Linked DNA regions of Mus musculus: all the other regions are linked to region 4. Evidence: chromatin contacts called from public HiChIP or PLAC-seq and promoter capture Hi-C data. All regions are on one chromosome and are shown on one strand. Each heading gives the region's core, a stretch centred on a gene start, on an enhancer-like site or on the middle of the called end of the contact. The rest is flanking DNA. Distances are from core to core; before and after follow the strand shown. Region 1 holds the start of 4930463O16Rik (RIKEN cDNA 4930463O16 gene). Region 2 overlaps Btbd11 (BTB (POZ) domain containing 11). Region 3 overlaps Btbd11 (BTB (POZ) domain containing 11). Region 4 holds the start of Tmem263 (transmembrane protein 263).

Region 1 (3,944 bases), core at 1,036-3,535, 610 kb before region 4:
GTGGTGGGACTCCTGGGAGTTGGCAATCAAAGCAGCTACTCCCTCAGCCTGCTACAGAGACAGCTGTGGCTGCTTGGAAAAACCTCACGTGCTCAGAAAGACTCTGACCCAGCTGCCAATGGAAGCGGCTTCAGAATGGTGATGATATCCCGCAGGTGTCGCATTCTAAAGTCTCTCGTCCCCTCCCAGGAAGCAGCACAATTGTGGCCAATGCATTCGGCCATGGCTGTTTCTGGAGACTTGGCTTTGGCTGTGGCAGCTTTGATGTCCCTTAAATCATCCTATTTACAGCCACTCTAGATAGATAACTCGTGTGTGTGTGTGTGTGTGTGTGTGTGTGTGTGTGTGTGTGTGTGTGTGTACACAGCTGTTCTTGACTTCCTCAAACCTGTCCTTAACTGTCTAGGAAAGAACACCTCCCCTGACCATGAGCGCAACATAGATGTATGAGTGGCCATGTGAAGAACACTCATTTTACTCTCTTCAGAACAAACTAGATTCCTATGCACTGCCCTCCTTATGGCATTGCAAACTAGGCCCTAGTAAATCCTCATCTAAAGTGCTTTGTTATGTACATGTGATATATGGATGTATCGTGATATACATTAATATGTATATACATATGGAATATGTGATATACATGAATATGCACATACATATTCCATATGTAATATGAGATATGCATATGTGATATACATGAAGAACAGACAACTCACTGGGCTGCGAGCTAGAAACACCAAGGTAGCTAAAGAGATCTGCAGAATGGCTGGGAGCCAAGCCTATGAGGAGAGACCAAACCATGAAGAACTGAGGAGACCTGACCCAATGAGTGGCCAAGAAGGCAAAAGACGGCCGAGGGCAGTAATTGCAGGAGACAGGTTGCCAACACTGGGAGAACTCCTGGGTCTGACCACAGGAGGAGTTTCAAAAAGTCACCAAGACTTCCAAGCTCTGACAGCTGGGGACCCACAAGGGCTAAGGCATGAGATTTGAAAACTAGCTTGTGAGTACATGAACCCTGGAGTTACAACATGAAGATCAGAAGGTTCCAACCCCCTTCCCTGCCCCACCCCCGTGTTTGGAGTTGTCATTTATAAAAAACAAAAAAATCTGCCCCGTGCCTCTGTGACTTTCCATTCAAATAAAGGAAAAAGGCTTTCCACCGATTAATAACGCCACGAGGGCTTCCTCTCCACAGCCTCTGTTATTAATGGAACTGCCCTCCTATAATACCCTGGAGGCTATTCTTCCTCTAGCTGATATCTGAATCCATTGTTTATGACAGACTTTCCTAGTCATTCTATGTTGGGGTCACTGTGGTGGTTCAAATAAGAACAGATCTAATAGGCTCCATATATTTGAATGCTTAGTCACCAGGGAGTGGAATTCTCTCAAAGGAGTAGAAGGATTAGAAGGTATGACCTGGTTTGAGGAAGTGTGGCACTTGGGGTGGGCTTTATGGTATCAAAAGCCCCCCCTTGCTCTCTGGCTCTCTTGCTCTCTCTCTCTCTCTCTCTCTCTCTCTCTCTCTCTCTCTCTCGCCTGATGCCTCTGGCCAGAGGATCATCAACAGTCCAATATGGAATTGGCTACTACCCTTCTCGTTCCCCTTCTCCTCTTTTTCCTAATCCTACTAATCCCACTTTGTCTTATAGACTTCTTGTCTCGATCCAAAAGATTTCTAACCAGACATTTAATCAGTTTTTATTCCAAAATTTCCAGCCCTTAGCTCTGATGTCAGAGGCCTGTGACATTTGGTTATATCCTGATGGGAAAGATCAAACTTGCCCCCAAGGAACTCGATGCCCCCAATCAGCAGGAAGCAGTCTAATGATAATATCACCTCCCTTTATGACCCCTGACTTTGTCAATAGTAAACAAAAAAGAGGGGAATGTTGGCTATTCACCCAGCCGGACTTCCTTGCCATAGACTCCCTTTGTAAACTTTAGAAACTGTATACTTTGTCAACTTTGTAAACCCTCAAGGCAGGTTTGAGGACCTCCAGCAACCAGGGCCCATCCCCCAGATTTCTCTAACGGCCCACCCTAACGGTCATATTCTAACAGCTGTAACTGTCATTCCCAGCGCTGAGGCAGGAGAATTTCCAAGCCCCTCCCCACAAGAAAAAAATACCACTTATTATTTAGTAAGAAACTCCACCAATCCCTGAGCTCCCCCAAGCTCAGGTCTTGAAATCCCACCAATCCTCACCCAGGAAAGCTCTGCCTTGGAAAGCTCCACCCCCTAAGAAATCCTATATAATCCCTGCTTGCTGTCTTCTCCAGGAAACATAGGTAACAACCTCATGTACATTTCTCCACGCCCTGTATTCTTCCCTCCCAGTAAATCTCTTTTATGATGTTTGCTGCCTGATGTGACTCTCTCATCAGAAGAAGCCAAGAAGCAATGAAGCAAAGAAGGGTAGATGGGAGCAGGCTGAGGCTCCGGAGCTCAGCTGGGGATACGTCCCCTGGGACCTGCAGTGTAGAAGAGGAGCCGCTAGGGGGAGCTGATAACAGTGTAGCACTCCAGTTGACCAACCATATCCTCCATAAGGGCTGCAAGCCCTCTGCTAAGGTTTCCTCTCAGAGTTGTGTGGTTCCTGGGCTCCCACGTCTCAGAATGTCCTTCCTTTGCGACATTGTCCCACCTCAGAGCTGTGTATGTTCCTGGGCTCCCAAGTCCCAGGATAACTTTCCACTGAGCAGAAACACCAACAGTTGTTATGCCCAGTGCTCGGGAACCCCAGAAGAATGCCAGGAAGTACAAGTCCGATGTTAAAGAGACTCAGAGCAAAGTCTTTCCCACTGTGCAGGTTAGGGATGTGATGCCCGCATCCAGGGGCTTGGAGTATATATACACGTGCATATTCATAGGCAGAGCTCCTCGAACTTTGGGGTTACGTGACTGGGGAGGTGATGAGGGAAAGCTATCCTTCAAACCCGATAACGTTTGTTCAGGGCAAAACCATGCAGCTGGGAGGGGGACCCTCCTGACCTGGGAAGTAACTTTATGGAGCTATCAGGAGCTAGTGTATTTTTACATACTGGTTGCAGCTGTCTGGGAACACTTAATTGCCCTTCCTTCATGGTCCAAGCATGGGCCTTTTATCATTTCAAGGATGTTTGGTCCTTGTTCCCTTCAAGGGCAGGAGCCTTCTGCACCTGAGAAAGGTTGGTTATCAAGGAGAGTGACACAGAAGCAAGGGTTTGTTGTTTTTTTGTTCGTCTCTCTCCCCCCTCCCCGCCGCCCAGAGTAGGGGTGGGAGTCGTTAGGGGGAAGGGAGTGCCACCATGAAAAGGGGAATTGCAATATTCCTGCGCCAGGCTGGGCCTTCTCTGTTTGCCCTCTCCAAAAGAACTGGGGCATCTATGCTGAGAAAGGGGAGGAAGGGGGCTCTAACTGCACCAGTGGCCGGAAAGTGCAGAGGCAGGTTTCCTGCGTTTCTTCACAACTAAAAACATGTTCCTCTATGAAGTTTCCCTCTTTAATAAAACTTGCTGGGGCTTCTTGGAGCCCCTTTTCTCAGCTGGACTTCAACCTCATTGCTATGGTTTGAATGTGCCCACCTCCAAAATTGGGCTTTAGGAGCTAGGGTGCCAAGGTGACATGACCATAAGGTTTGTGCCCCTTACAGATGGAATTGGTGTCATAAACTCCTTCTTGCCCCTTTGCCTTTCCCGCCTTCTGTCATGTGAATCAAGCATCCTCCCAGAGAAGATGCAGCATTCAAGATGCCATTTTGGAATCAGAATCATAAAACCTTCCAGAACACTGACTTTGGACTCCCAAGTCTCTAGAACAGTAAACCAAATAGTTATTATTATTAATCTATTTTGAGGTAGGGGCAGCGAGCACCACCTCACTGAACAAATATGTGGTGGAGAGATGGGGAAAATAGACAACTGGAGAGTAGGGTTGGCGGGCTGGTGTGCAGCAGTCT
Region 2 (3,973 bases), core at 817-3,316, 550 kb after region 4:
TCAAAACACTCCGACTAAGGCAACTTGAAGAAGAGAAGGTTTATTTGAGCTTGCAGTCATGTTACTGCCGTGGAGACCGCAGGTGGCAGCCATGGTGGCTGGAGCAGCAGCTGAGAGCTCACTCGCATCTTGAACCAGAAACACAAAGTAGGGAGAGGCAACTGGGAATAGGGAAAGGCCCTCAGCTCTCAAAGCCTGCTTCCTGTGGTGTGCCTCCTCCAACAAAGCCTCAGCTCTTAAACTGTCGTCCCGTCCCCGTCCCCGCTTCCCCCCCCCCCCCCCCCAGACAGTGTCATCAGCCGGGGACCACATGCTCAAATGCCTGGGACTATGAAGGATAGTTCTCATTCATACCATCACAGGGGCTCACTCCAGTAGTCTGGCTGCTCTTTCTTCTGCCCCTTCCCTGTCTCTAACAGCCCTTTTTGTGGATTCTAGCTTCTGTCTGCTGCTAAATTTTTCCAGCTGGAGGCTCTGCAGCGACACTGTGAGATTATCTGTGCAAAAAGCATCAATACTGACAACTGTGTGGATATCTACAGCCACGCCAAGGTAGGTCCCCCTGTGTTATGTTGCTTGGGATTAAACTCTGGGCCTTAGCACACATCAGCCAGTTGTTTCTGCTGCTCAGTTATGTCCTCAACCCAAGGGGTTTTCTTCCCTGCTTCAGATCTGCTATCTCTTTGGCCTTGTTTCTTCCTTGTACACTGGAAGGTACGCTAGGCAACAGTGGTCTCTTTAAGAGTGTCATTCACTCTTCAGTGACAAGAATTACATCACAGACTCATTCCTCAGGCCTGGACTGGGCTCTCAACTCTGCTTCCTAATCAGGCACTAGCTGATGTCTCTGTTAACCAGTAATCTTGAATAGAAGATTTTAGAACGGTGGGCCTCAAAATGTGGTCTCCAACTCAACAGCAGGCACAAGGAATTTATTAGGAAATCATACCCCAGATTTATCAAACCAGAAACTTGGGAGGTGGGGCGGGGAGAGAGGTTGTTCCTAGGCAGTCGCATCTATCAAGCCAAAAATTGGGGGTGAGGGGTGTTCCTGATTCCAGTGTAAGTTCAAGTGTGTGTTAATTATGTTTCTGTTGCTGATAAAACACCACAACAAAGGCAGTTTATAGAGGGAAGGGCTAATTTGGGCTTCCAGTCGGATAAGAGTCTGTCATGGTAAGAAGGCATAGCAGCAAGAGGCAGGCTTGATGGCAGGAGCAGGAAGCTGAAGGCTCACATCTTCAATCAGCGAACACAAAGCAAAGAAAATGGATTTGAATGGGTGTGAGGCTTTTAATCTCAAAGCCTGCCCCCAATGTCATACTTCCTCCAGCAAGGCTATATCATCTAAACCTTTCCAAACAGTGTGCCACCAACTGAGAACCAAGTGCTCCAATGCCCCAAACTGTGGGGGGACACTTCTCAGGCAAACTATGCAAACTACCACTTTCCTTCCTGTTTCTGTGCTCTTTCTCTCTCTCATATTCACATGATATTCTGGTTAGTGTGGATTACACCCAAATCTGGCTCCTAAGAATCTAAGCATTTTTCTTTTTCTTTTTGAGAGAGTCACTATATAGCTGGCTTTGAATTCTCCATCCTTCTGCTTTGACCCTGAAGACTGAAATTTTTACCTGAACCCCAACTAAGCAGTATTTGTCTTCACCTTAAATGGGTTGCTTTGCATAGTGGCACTACCCAGAGAGACCTTCTGTGCTCAGGAAGAGGACCAGTGTCTTCTTCCTCTCCTCCCTTAACCATGACCGTTTGATCACTGTGGGTAGCTTTTCTGTGGCTTTCCACCTTGGCTGAGTCCTGTCTGTATCCTAAGAGTCCTTAGCATGTTCCGTCAGCAGCACATGCCCTGATGTAATAATGAAAACTGATGCCATGTGAGTCCCAGCAGGGAATACAGGCCAAGAGCACCCATGACAGGGGAGCAGCCTCCTACTATACCCTTGTGGCCAGGGCCTCTGTTTTGACAGACATCAGCTTCCACTTCCAAGATCCCATCCTGGAGTGGTGCCAGTATTAACATCTGCCATTTGTGATATTTGCATGTGGGAAAGGGCAGGGCCAGCTGCTTCCTGCCCTGTGTGTACACTACTCCTCTCAGCTACGGACGGTGCAGCCTCCACAGATGATCCCCAGCCACTGGGATTCTTGTACTGACAGATTGTGCTGCGGGTTGACTGTAGAGCAATAAGAAGCAGGGAAGCACCAGTTGCTACAGACACTTAGAGTAAACAGCCAGGTTCCAAGTGTTCACAGGGACGTCCCCAGCATCCTCTGTGCTTCAGGGAAGTACTTGAGACAGCTATGGCATTTAGACAGATGAGAAACCTGGCCCTTTGATGCATCTCTTCTTAGCATCTCTTAGCATCTCTTCTTCCCAGACGCTGTCTTGACTGCTCAGGGTTGAGCCTCTGATGGCCCTTTCAGGTTGTCTGTGTTTGAAAAAGAAGACAAGCTGATTCATCAAATACGGGAAGGCTCAGTCACGGTACCAGTATTGTGAGGGAAAGAACACAGGAGTGTCCTCCTCTAGGGCTTATTGACCTACGTTTTCATGACTAGGATCGTACTCATCTGAATGTAATAAAGAAATCGGTAAGGCATTCTAGGCCCAGTGACTCATTCCTGTAATCCCAACACTCTGGAGGCAGAGGCAGGAGGATCAGAAGGTGGAGACAGTCCTCAGCCACAGAGAAAGTTGGAATTCAGCAGCCAAGTATGTGAGACCCTCATCTTAGAAAAGAAATTAGTAAGGCACGATCTCAGCATTTGAAGATGTAACAGGACAATAAGCTGCAAGCATGTTCTGCGGAGCGGCAGATAATCATCGGCAACTTTGCTCGCAATACCGCAGGCTTGGGAGGAGAGATGGTTTGTTTTAGTGTTTTATTTTGTTTGCCCCTACCTGATTCCACCTCTAGTGTAGAAACAATCACGCACAAGCAGATAACCAACAGTGTGGCTGTATTCTATTAAAACTTTATTTATAAAACAAATTGTGAGCTAAATTTAACAGTGGGGTAGGGGGTGGGGGAGCTGTAGTCTATAAGTCTCTGTCTAAGAGATGAGAGATGAGAGTTTCAGTCCCGTGTGGACCTGTTAATTGGTTGTGCGGAGAGGATAAGAAGGTGCTGATCTATAGCCACATTCAGCTAATGTTAGCAGCTATAACAAATGTAAGTATGTTGCATTACATTACTTTTCATTGATACTAACTCGTGTGGCATGACACTTATCTACAAAGCAAGCTCCAAGGGCCACTCTGAGCCTCAGTTTCCCTATCTGTAGAATGAGGTATTGCGGTAAATATTATTTGGGGGTTTCTACCACACCTGAGACTTAGTTCCCAAATAAAAGACACAAAACATTTATATTTATAATAAGCCTTTAAAAACGACAGTTGGGCAGATATCAGTCCTCTCTGCTAGTTTGTCTGCTTCCCTGTTGGTAATCCCGAGACATCACTCGCCGTGTTCCTACTCCAACAGGCTGTCCCTCATGATCCATCTACGCCATGATGCCTTCCTCCTTCCTCTTCTCCCTCTCCTTGTGGTCTCTCCTCAGACTCCAAGCCCAGGAACTGAAGCCCCTCCTACCTCTCTTCTGCCCAGCTACAGGCTGTAGGCATCTTTATTAACCAATAGTTTTACATTAAGGAGCAAGATTTTCACAACACAAGCTGGCATGTGTGAGGGTTCATGAGGCAGCTAGACCTTGGGATACAGAATTAAGCATTGTTATGCATAGCAATAGACCAAACCTCAACAACAAGGCCCTGTTCTCTGATGCCCAAGAGCAGGACTCACATTGAATGGGGTGAGCTCAGTGCTGACATCTCTCCCAGCCTGAATTCTGTGCCTGTATGTGCAGGTATCTGACAGAATACCAGTTCTCTGGCTGGTGCTTCAGCTGCTCAGTTTCCTTGAAGACCACAGAGTCCTAAACAGTGGTCCTCAGC
Region 3 (4,297 bases), core at 1,561-4,060, 520 kb after region 4:
TTCTAATTAAAATCAAGGACCTCAGGAGCTGGTAAACACTTGTAATGTTCTTAGAATTATCTGTTTACAAGCCTGTGAATTCTGTGAACCCAGTGTCTACCTCCCTCCTCTGGAGCCCCTTGGCATGGTGTCCAAGGCGGTAGGCGCTGGCCATGCTGGCCCAAGCACACAGCGTGCAGCTTGATTGAAGGGGAGGGAGAAACCCGCTTATCTGACTAAGGCTGGTAGAGACGGACAAGCAAGAGGAAACGAGTCAGTGGGTTTTCCTGTGACCGAGATCACTCACATCTCTAACCCTAGATGGGAACTCCTTTTTGAAAACGTTATTGGTGGATATCAGTTATACACACTGGACTTCATCATGACATTTTCCATACTTATAAATTATATATTTTGATCATATCCCCAACTCTGTCACTCTTCTGCCCCTCCCCCACTGCTAAGCCCCTCCCTCTTTCCAAACAACCCCTCTTCTGTTTCCATGGTGTTTGTTCTGTTTTTAATAACCCAGTGAGTCTTGTTAGAGTTGTTTACAGGAGCGTGGCCACATTACCAATGGCTACATCACTGTGAAAATTTCTCCCTCCCCAGCCCCTACCCAGAAACTGTTAATTACATATTTGCCCTCAGAGAATGGTGGGTCCTCCTGAAACCTTACCCGTATCCCATGTGAAGTGTTGACAAGTCCCAGGTTGTACAGATCTTGAACCAATAATCACAGCTACTATGAATACAGGTGTAACAGCCATTTCCTGCCACAAAATCAGTCTTCCACACTCCCTGACCCTCCTCCAATGTTCGAGATCTTTCCCCGGGATGGGAACTAAGCGACTCCACAAAGCAGCCTTTTCCAACATTGCTAGCATCTAGCAGAAGAAAGGTTGTTTATGCAATGAATCAAGTCGGATGACTCCCAGAGATTTAAACACACACACACATGCACACACACGCATGCACGTGTACTTTAGACTAACATGCATAGATTCACACTTACTCCCCCTGGAGGCCTCTGTGATCTGTGTTCTGGGGTCTTGCCTTGTTACCCTGATGCCACAATGTCTCCTTGGGCAGATGTGGGGACCATTAGCCCTTAGGATGAAGTTGGCCGCCACACTAAAGGTGAGGGATCCTGAGTTTCTCTGCATGTTTAGCTCTGCCCTTCAAAAGATAAAAGAGGAAACCCAGTTAAATTTCCATCTTCGATAAACAATGAATAAAGCTTTGGTATAAAGATGCCCCACGCACCTTTGATCTAGCATTTATATTTGCCTAATCTGGCAATGCTTGACAAGTTCAAAGCCCACGCGTACTGGACCGAGAAGCTGTAAGGCACAGCTCCATTCAGTGTTTAGGATGTCAATGTCATGTTTGAAGCCAGGCCCTGGGGTCCCTCCATCCTCTCCCACCACACAGGCAGCTGTGTAGCTGAAGGGTCTCTGTGGTCTTGCCCCTCCTCTCTCAGCAACTGGCACAGATTGCCCAGAGGTTAATGCCCTAGAAACACTGGGCTCTGTGGATAGCCTCAAATACCCTGCCATGTCTCACCTGGACCCTTGCTCCTGCTGGCTCTGCACAGAGTGCTCTTGTCTTCTGCCATTCCTCTCCCCATACCTACAACCACAGCTCAAGGGCCACCTTCCGAGGAAGCCTAGGCTCCCCTAGGCTGTGTGTGGTGCAAAGGGGCTTATAGTTTCATAACATTTTTTATTTAGAGAGAGAACCACCGAACCCTAAATACTTGTATGAGATACATGAGAATATGGCCTATGCTTGTCTTCTCCGGACTGTCTTCATGCTTGTCTTCTACCAGACTGTGGGCTTCCAGCGCAGGGCTGCTGACATGACCCTAACAGGCACTCAATCAACACATTGTTGCTTGATTATTGTTGAGTGATTATTGACCAGTTCATGGGGACTGGGAGAAGGTACTAACATTCTTTCAACATGAAGCCTGTATCACCCTCTCTCATTGGTTTCCTCCCTCGTTTCCTGGCCTAGCCTCTTGCTCCCTGAAGTGGCTTGCTGAAGCACCTTGCCATCTCTCATTTCATCTAGCAAGTTCTCCAGCTTGTTCTATTTTGAAAGGAGAGAGTCCATCCTGAGCTCTGTCCACTCTCCTGTCTTAATGCCCCCTGTCTCCTCTGTCACTGGAATGGACCCAGGCAAATGCCTGCTCAGAAGTCCACAGCCAAGTATGAGGGCTCAGTCAAGTGAACAGGAAAGCAGTAGGTTCTGCACTCGGGAGCTAGAGTGGCACAGAAGATCCGAAGACGGGTTCTCCACACATGCTTCTCTGGTTCAAATCCAAGCTATCACTTATAGATGGGGTAGCCTCAGAAAGATTCCTCATTCCTGTTTTTTGGACAGTCCCCCCATAGGAATTATGCCTTCTATTGTGTGGGACCCGAATGTAACAACTCAGATAAAACATTCAGCAGAGAACCTAACCTATTTTTTTAAAAAATGCCTAAATATTTGCATAATGAAATGATTCTTAGCTGAGGATTCTACTGGCACACTGAGGGACCACACCTAAGCTCAGTAAAGACAGGATTTAGAACCGCCAGAAATTGGGGGGGGGGGGGCGGGGGGGGCGGGCGCGGAGTGAGACACCAGTTGTTTGGTTGGGTTTTTTGAGACAGGGTTTCTCTATGTAGTCCTAGCTGTCCTGGAACTCACGTTATAGACCAGGCTGATCTCGAACTCAGAGACCTATCAGCCTCTGCCTCCCGAGTTCCAGGAGTAAAGAGTGCTCCACCCGTGCAGGCTGAGGCAGTTCTTTTAAATGGAAACCTAGAAAAGGCAAAAACCTAGGAAAAGCCCGCGAGGATCTCAGGTGCTCGGTGGGGGTTGCTAAGACGTTTGATCTCAGGGACCAGATCCTGGGGGGAAAAGCGGCTGCACCCACGTGACCATCTCTCCCTCCCCACCCCTCAGGGCGGACGACTGCTTTTGTGCTTCTCGGAAGCTGGACGCCGTGGCCATCGAAGCCAAGTTCAAGCAGGACTTGGGCTTCCGGATGCTGAATTGTGGACGGACCGACCTGGTGAAGCAGGCAGTGTCTTTGCTGGGGCCGGATGGAATCAACACCATGAGCGAACAGGTACCAATCTGCTTGGACCTCATCTCCTCCCGTGCTTAGCCTGGGCGCGAGCAGCTGACGGGACACAGGCTCCCTCTGCTGATCGATTAAAAAAATTAATGCCCCTCCCCTGCCTCTCTCTCTCTCTCTCTCTCTCTCTCTCTCTCTCTCTCTCTCTCTCTCTCTCTCTCTCTTAGTGTTTGGGGGTTTTTGGTTTGGTTTGGTTTTAATTTTCTAAAAATACACTTGCCCATCTTTATGGAAATCTCACATGATTGTCGCAGCTGAAATTTAAAAAGGAATGAAAACCAGACCTGTTCCAGAAAGGAGATGGAGCCCCTAGGTTGGCCATCGTTTGTATTTAGGACTCTGCAACCTTCAAGTCTCTTTACTGGCATGTTAAAGGCTTTTCTCTGCCAGTCTGCTGTTGGCTCCAGACAGATCTAGGCCATGCGCACTGTGCTCTTAGGGTGGGTGTGTTTAAAGACACCAAAGTCAGTCTGGGGACCCTAGAGCACATTCAGATAGGGCAGCACCAACCAGATTCTGAACATGGTGCCATGAGAGGCAACCACAAGTCACAGAGGGGACTTTGGGGATGTGGTGGTGTCATAGACCGTGCAAATGGACAGCCATTCTCAGTGTGAATCCTGAGTGCTGTTACAAGGGACAGATGGGGCTGTTTCTTCCACAGGCAGCTCTTGCAAAGAGCTCCCACGAAGGGAATAGAAGGGACTGTATAATGACAGCTAATCACTTTCTTGGACAACGTCAGGGATCCTCAGTACACAATCATGTGTATCTTGTATGTTTAAAACCAGGGACTTATTTATCTGTTTTATTTTTTCAGTATTTTACATTCCAGATACCTTACAATGTCAATGAATATTCTTTTTTAAGTCGCTTTTAGTGTCTCTATAAAGTGATTACTATTTGTTTATTAACCATCCTTCCCCCATCATATATTTAAAGTGTTTGTGACTAGTGCTGAGCTAAGCACACTTACACAAATCTTTGTTCCAATCTCTATTTCCTTGGGGAAATGTTTCTTTAAAACAGAAGTGTCTCAAATGTACCAGCCTTTCCTGAATTCTCAGTCTTCAGTACTGCCCCTCCCCCTAGGAGTCTGACTAGTCTTTGCACACCTCTAGTTATATATGTATTCCCTGCTAGTCCACTTTCCTTTTGCCTGCTTTTTATCAGCATTTTTTACTG
Region 4 (3,922 bases), core at 213-2,712:
GCCAAAAGCTCCCTGGTACCTTCATTGGTTTATGAAACAGAATATACCACTGCTTTGAATTATAGCCTTAATTACTAGCAAAACTGTAAGTCAATTTGGAAAGAAAGTTATAAAGTTCTGCATTGTAATTTTGCCCAGGGTTCAATCTTGAAATCACCTATTAAAATCCTATTAAGAATTCAGGAGTCTATGACAATAAAAGATTGGTACTCAGTTAATACCACAGTTCAAACTCTCCTAATCATCATTCTCTTTTAGTTCTGTAAAACAAGATTATCATAATTTCAGCACAGTGATCTGAATGGACTTAATTCATCGATTTGATAACGGTTAAGCTCTAGTTCATTCTATTTAAGAACTGAACCAAGGTTAGCTCCCTCTCAGGATTTTTTGTTGTTGCTGTTAGCATCCCTTTTCTGAGACTTGATAAACACTTGCTATCCAGTTACACCACGCTGATTACTTTCATTTAAAAATTGAGGTCCCCTGTCCTGTGTATGTTTCCACTTGATAACTAGGTCGTGAAAAGAAAAAAAATCTCACGTTTTGGTATAATTTCTCAGTAAAGCCCCCTTACACCCACAGTCTCTCTTCTTATCTTTCCCAAAAGTGTAGGGTGGACTTATTGTCATTTTTATCTTAAAGATGTTGAGAGTCAAGGAAAAGCTAATAGCAATTATCTAGTCAGGTAGCCATTTCGTCACGTCTCTGCTTCCTCCTCACAGCCTTCCTAGGCAGCTATCACAAGCCCCCTTGGAAGCTCACTGTCCTGTTTCCCATCTGAAGCAGAGGCAACGCTGAACCCAGAGGACTTCCCAGACAGCATCTTCTTAGGCTGCTCAATACTTTACAGGACCCCACCAGGGATCCCCCCTCCCCCCAAGGCTGGCAAGAACGTGGAGGGGCCCTGACGAAGCCCTAGTTAGGAAGTGACAGTTTTCCTCCCTCTCCAGTTCAATTCTCACATCGATGAACCAACCTTCTTTCGCTACCAAAATTCAAGGCCCCCTGAAAGGCCTTGGGCATCCGCTGTGTGATGAGGGCGAACCTGACATGTTTACGCTCAAGGACTCCAGGTGGACCAACAACAACAACAAAAACCCCACACAAATTAGCAAGGCCTCGCCTCACCCTATCACTCGGTGACACAGGCTCGCAGAGCGCCCTGGGGAGAGCGACTGACAGAGGCCCTGCCCGTCACTCCCTTAGGGCAGCAGCTAAAGGTTGAAGCCCCTGGGCGAAGGAGAGGGAGACACCGGCGAGCATGCCGCCCTCCTCAGGGGAGAAGTTCTAAACCCCCATAACCGTTAGTTCCCTCGAGCCCGGAGAGTGGCCGAAGACTCGGGCGAGGCCGGAGGCGCGCGCCTCGCCGGGGCAGCGCCCCCTCGCCTGCTCTGATTGGGTGGCCGGGGCGGAGGGGGCGGGGAGACCCTCCGGATGAGGCGCGCGCGCAGGCTGGCCGGGGGCTGCTGGGAGGGCTGCGCGCGCCGAGCGACCGGTGGGCGCGGGAGGTGGGGGGGCGGAGGGCCGGGGGCGCGAGTGCGCGTGCGCGTCGGAACCCGAGGCGCGGGAGGAGGCGGGAGCTCCGGAGGCTGCGGAGGGGGCGGGTCGCGTCAGGCGCCACGTCCGCAGCCAGAAGCCGCCGCTGCCGCCGCCGCCGCCTCGCACCGACCTCGCACCGAGAGTCTTCCGACTTCTGAGCCGGAGAAGAGCATCTAGGTCGCGTAAGCCACTCCCGGGCCGCATCAGGGCCTCTGCTGCCCCGGCCGCTTCTGCTGTTCTCCGTGCCACCGCTCCCTCCGCCCGGCCGCAGCTCCCGGCCTCGACCCCGCGGTGAGTGAGTGTGTCCCATGGCTGGGGCGGGGGCGGGAGGGTGTCGTCGGCCTGAGTGGCCGCACTCCGGGCCCTTTCCCGTTAGCCTCATCTGCACCTCACCTGCACGACCCCGGGGCCTGGCCGCTCCAGCCTGGCCCTTTGCGGGGGGACACTGAACGGGAGGGGGATGGGCGGGAGTCGTTGGGGGGCGTACGGAGGTATGGGGTTACCCCAGTGGGTCCACGAGTTTGTGGACGCGGTGTCTGCAGTTGAAGGGAGTCGCTCTGGAAGCCTGGGTCTGACCTCTTGCCTTGAGTGTCAGGCTGGTGCGGAGGAGGAGATGGGGCATCCGAGGAGGAGCCCAGCTTCCTTGCCCCACTTAACTTCTGACCTGTTGATAAACGGTCCCGGTGGGTTCAAGTACACAGGGCTTGGCTCCAAGCGGAGATTCCCGCTGCTCTTCCTAAATCGGGAACTCCACTCCCACGCCTGTTCTAAGCCCGCAGGTGTGGGAATGAAGAGGGGCGCTGGCAGTGTCAAGGAGTGACTGGGGAGCAGGGGGGAAGGAGTCCTGGAGCAGCCGCCAGTGCAGTCACTGCCGACCCCAAGCTCAATCCAAAACCGAGCCTGCCATGCACAAGCAGCATCTAGTCTAGCCCCGGAGCTGCCACTCGGGATCAAGTTGGATCGTCTCTCTTAAGCCCGTCTTATATTGGAATTCCGCAGGAACTAGGGTGTGCTGGATGGACAACGAAGGGGCGGAGGAAGGAGGTGTCCAAGCCAGCACCAGCCTCTAGGGTCATTTTCTGCCTCTCCTGCCACGTCACTGCTCTGCTCAGGGGAAAAAAAAAAAGACTTGCTTGTGCCTAAAGGTGGATCAATGAGGGGGAGCTAGGGCTGCTGGGAAGAGTTAGAAACACCTAGACTAGGAAGCGAAATCTTACTTGATTGTGTCTTTTGTATCTTGTGAACGCTACTAATCCAAAAGGAAACATTGTGGGTATTTGTATCTGCTATTGGTTAGTGCTTAAAACTTCTAGTTGTTGCCGCTCAAGGGCTATCACACTAACAGGTAAGTATGTTTCCATTCTTGCTTTAGCAACGCTTAATACACATCTGCTTTCATTTTTCACTTTCATTTTTTTTTGTATAGCAGCACTTATACCAGAAACTAAGTTCAATGAAAGCATCATTCGAAAAAAGTTCAATGAAAACATCATTCGAAAAGTTTAATTGATTTTAACATATAAATTCAAAAGTGTTTGATATATATATGTTTATATTCGGGGAAAATCTTGACTTTCCCGTTTCCGTCCTTGAGTCTTTACCCTTTTCCTACATTCTGATGCTACTGGACCAGATGACATACAATTAAGAGTACGGTCTTTATGTTCACTCATTGTCTCAACAAGATGTGGCACAAAGTAGGAATGGCAGCATCTATTGAACAAATTAAGTGTATTTTAGTGAGGATGACAGAAGTACTGGTTTTCTGGCTTGGCAGAATATTTTAATCCTATTTCATGTTTCTTTAAGAAAAATACTTAAAACTATTTTGACAGTCTCGATTATTTGTCACTTTGTGTGGGATTTTTTGTTTGTTTGTTTGTTTTGTTTTTTTCTGTGTAGCCCTGGCTGTCCTGGAACTCACTTTGTAGACCTGGCTAGCCTCGAACTCTGAAATCCGCCTGCCTCTGCCTCCCAAGTGGTGGGATTAAAGGCGAGCACCACCACTGCCCGGCCGTGTGGGATTTTAAAACTTTCATTGATAAATTTTTCTTTGTTGCCAAACTCAGTGCTTTTCTTGTAGTCTATTTGCTGTTAATTTAGTTGGCGGGAGCTACCTTTTATACAAGCAGTGATCAGCATTGTTAGCTACAGAAGCATAAAACCCAGCAAGGTGATGTCTTGCTGTGCATTGCTTGCTAGTATATGTGTAGTTTTGAAACTCCTCAAAGTTAGTTGGCAAAGGAATGAAGACATGCTATTTTCCACGTAGCCCATGCAGAAGAATTCCCTCCCTCCTTCTTCTTAGATAGATTCTCATTCTAGAGCCTGGGCTGGCCTAGACCTCCTAAGTCTTGCTGTAGCTTCCTGAGAGCTGAGA

Evidence for each region. Promoter capture Hi-C pulls out the DNA fragments that hold promoters and counts their contacts. HiChIP or PLAC-seq counts read pairs in DNA pulled down with a chosen protein or histone mark.
Region 1: a contact with region 4 is called in a promoter capture Hi-C map of neutrophils, with 3 times the contacts expected there. The contact joins the promoter of 4930463O16Rik here to the promoter of Tmem263 in region 4. A contact is called at or near these places in 8 of 39 promoter capture datasets (the C10 cell line, cranial neural crest, hippocampal neurons and 4 more) and 3 of 115 datasets of contacts at active chromatin or transcription factors (embryonic forebrain, embryonic limb bud and pancreatic cancer cells).
Region 2: a contact with region 4 is called in a FOXA1 HiChIP or PLAC-seq map of pancreatic cancer cells. The contact joins the enhancer-like site here to the promoter of Tmem263 in region 4. A contact is called at or near these places in 2 of 39 promoter capture datasets (the 3T3-L1 cell line and hippocampal neurons), 1 of 15 datasets of contacts at CTCF or cohesin (the NIH/3T3 cell line) and 5 of 115 datasets of contacts at active chromatin or transcription factors (acute myeloid leukemia, embryonic limb bud, embryonic stem cells and 1 more).
Region 3: a promoter capture Hi-C map of hippocampal neurons shows a contact between it and region 4, with 2.2 times the contacts expected there. The contact joins the enhancer-like site here to the promoter of Tmem263 in region 4. A contact is called at or near these places in 6 of 39 promoter capture datasets (3T3-L1-derived adipocytes, cranial neural crest, embryonic stem cells and 3 more).

The regions. Positions count from the first base shown.
Region 1 is chr10:84,486,008-84,489,951 of GRCm38.p6, forward strand. It overlaps 4930463O16Rik (RIKEN cDNA 4930463O16 gene), which reads left to right and starts at 2,286. Exons shown (of 4, transcript NR_108059.1): 1 at 2,286-3,174.
Region 2 is chr10:85,654,040-85,658,012 of GRCm38.p6, forward strand. Btbd11 (BTB (POZ) domain containing 11) reads left to right here. Exons shown (of 17, transcript NM_028709.2): 16 at 439-552. Among named protein-coding and RNA genes, the nearest start is that of Gm6713, 55 kb to the right of the region's middle. Within about 2 kb of position 2,067, at least 26 of the 459 cell types and tissues checked have an H3K27ac peak or open chromatin away from gene starts, as enhancers often do. A contact at or near this core is called in pancreatic cancer cells, where this site is marked.
Region 3 is chr10:85,621,966-85,626,262 of GRCm38.p6, forward strand. It overlaps Btbd11 (BTB (POZ) domain containing 11), which reads left to right. Exons shown (of 17, transcript NM_028709.2): 5 at 2,938-3,103. Among named protein-coding and RNA genes, the nearest start is that of Gm40731, 34 kb to the left of the region's middle. Within about 2 kb of position 2,811, at least 52 of the 459 cell types and tissues checked have an H3K27ac peak or open chromatin away from gene starts, as enhancers often do.
Region 4 is chr10:85,101,165-85,105,086 of GRCm38.p6, forward strand. Tmem263 (transmembrane protein 263) reads left to right here and starts at 1,463. Exons shown (of 3, transcript NM_001013028.2): 1 at 1,463-1,833. Fhl4 (four and a half LIM domains 4) reads right to left here and starts at 1,331. Exons shown (of 2, transcript NM_010214.4): 1 at 1,132-1,331.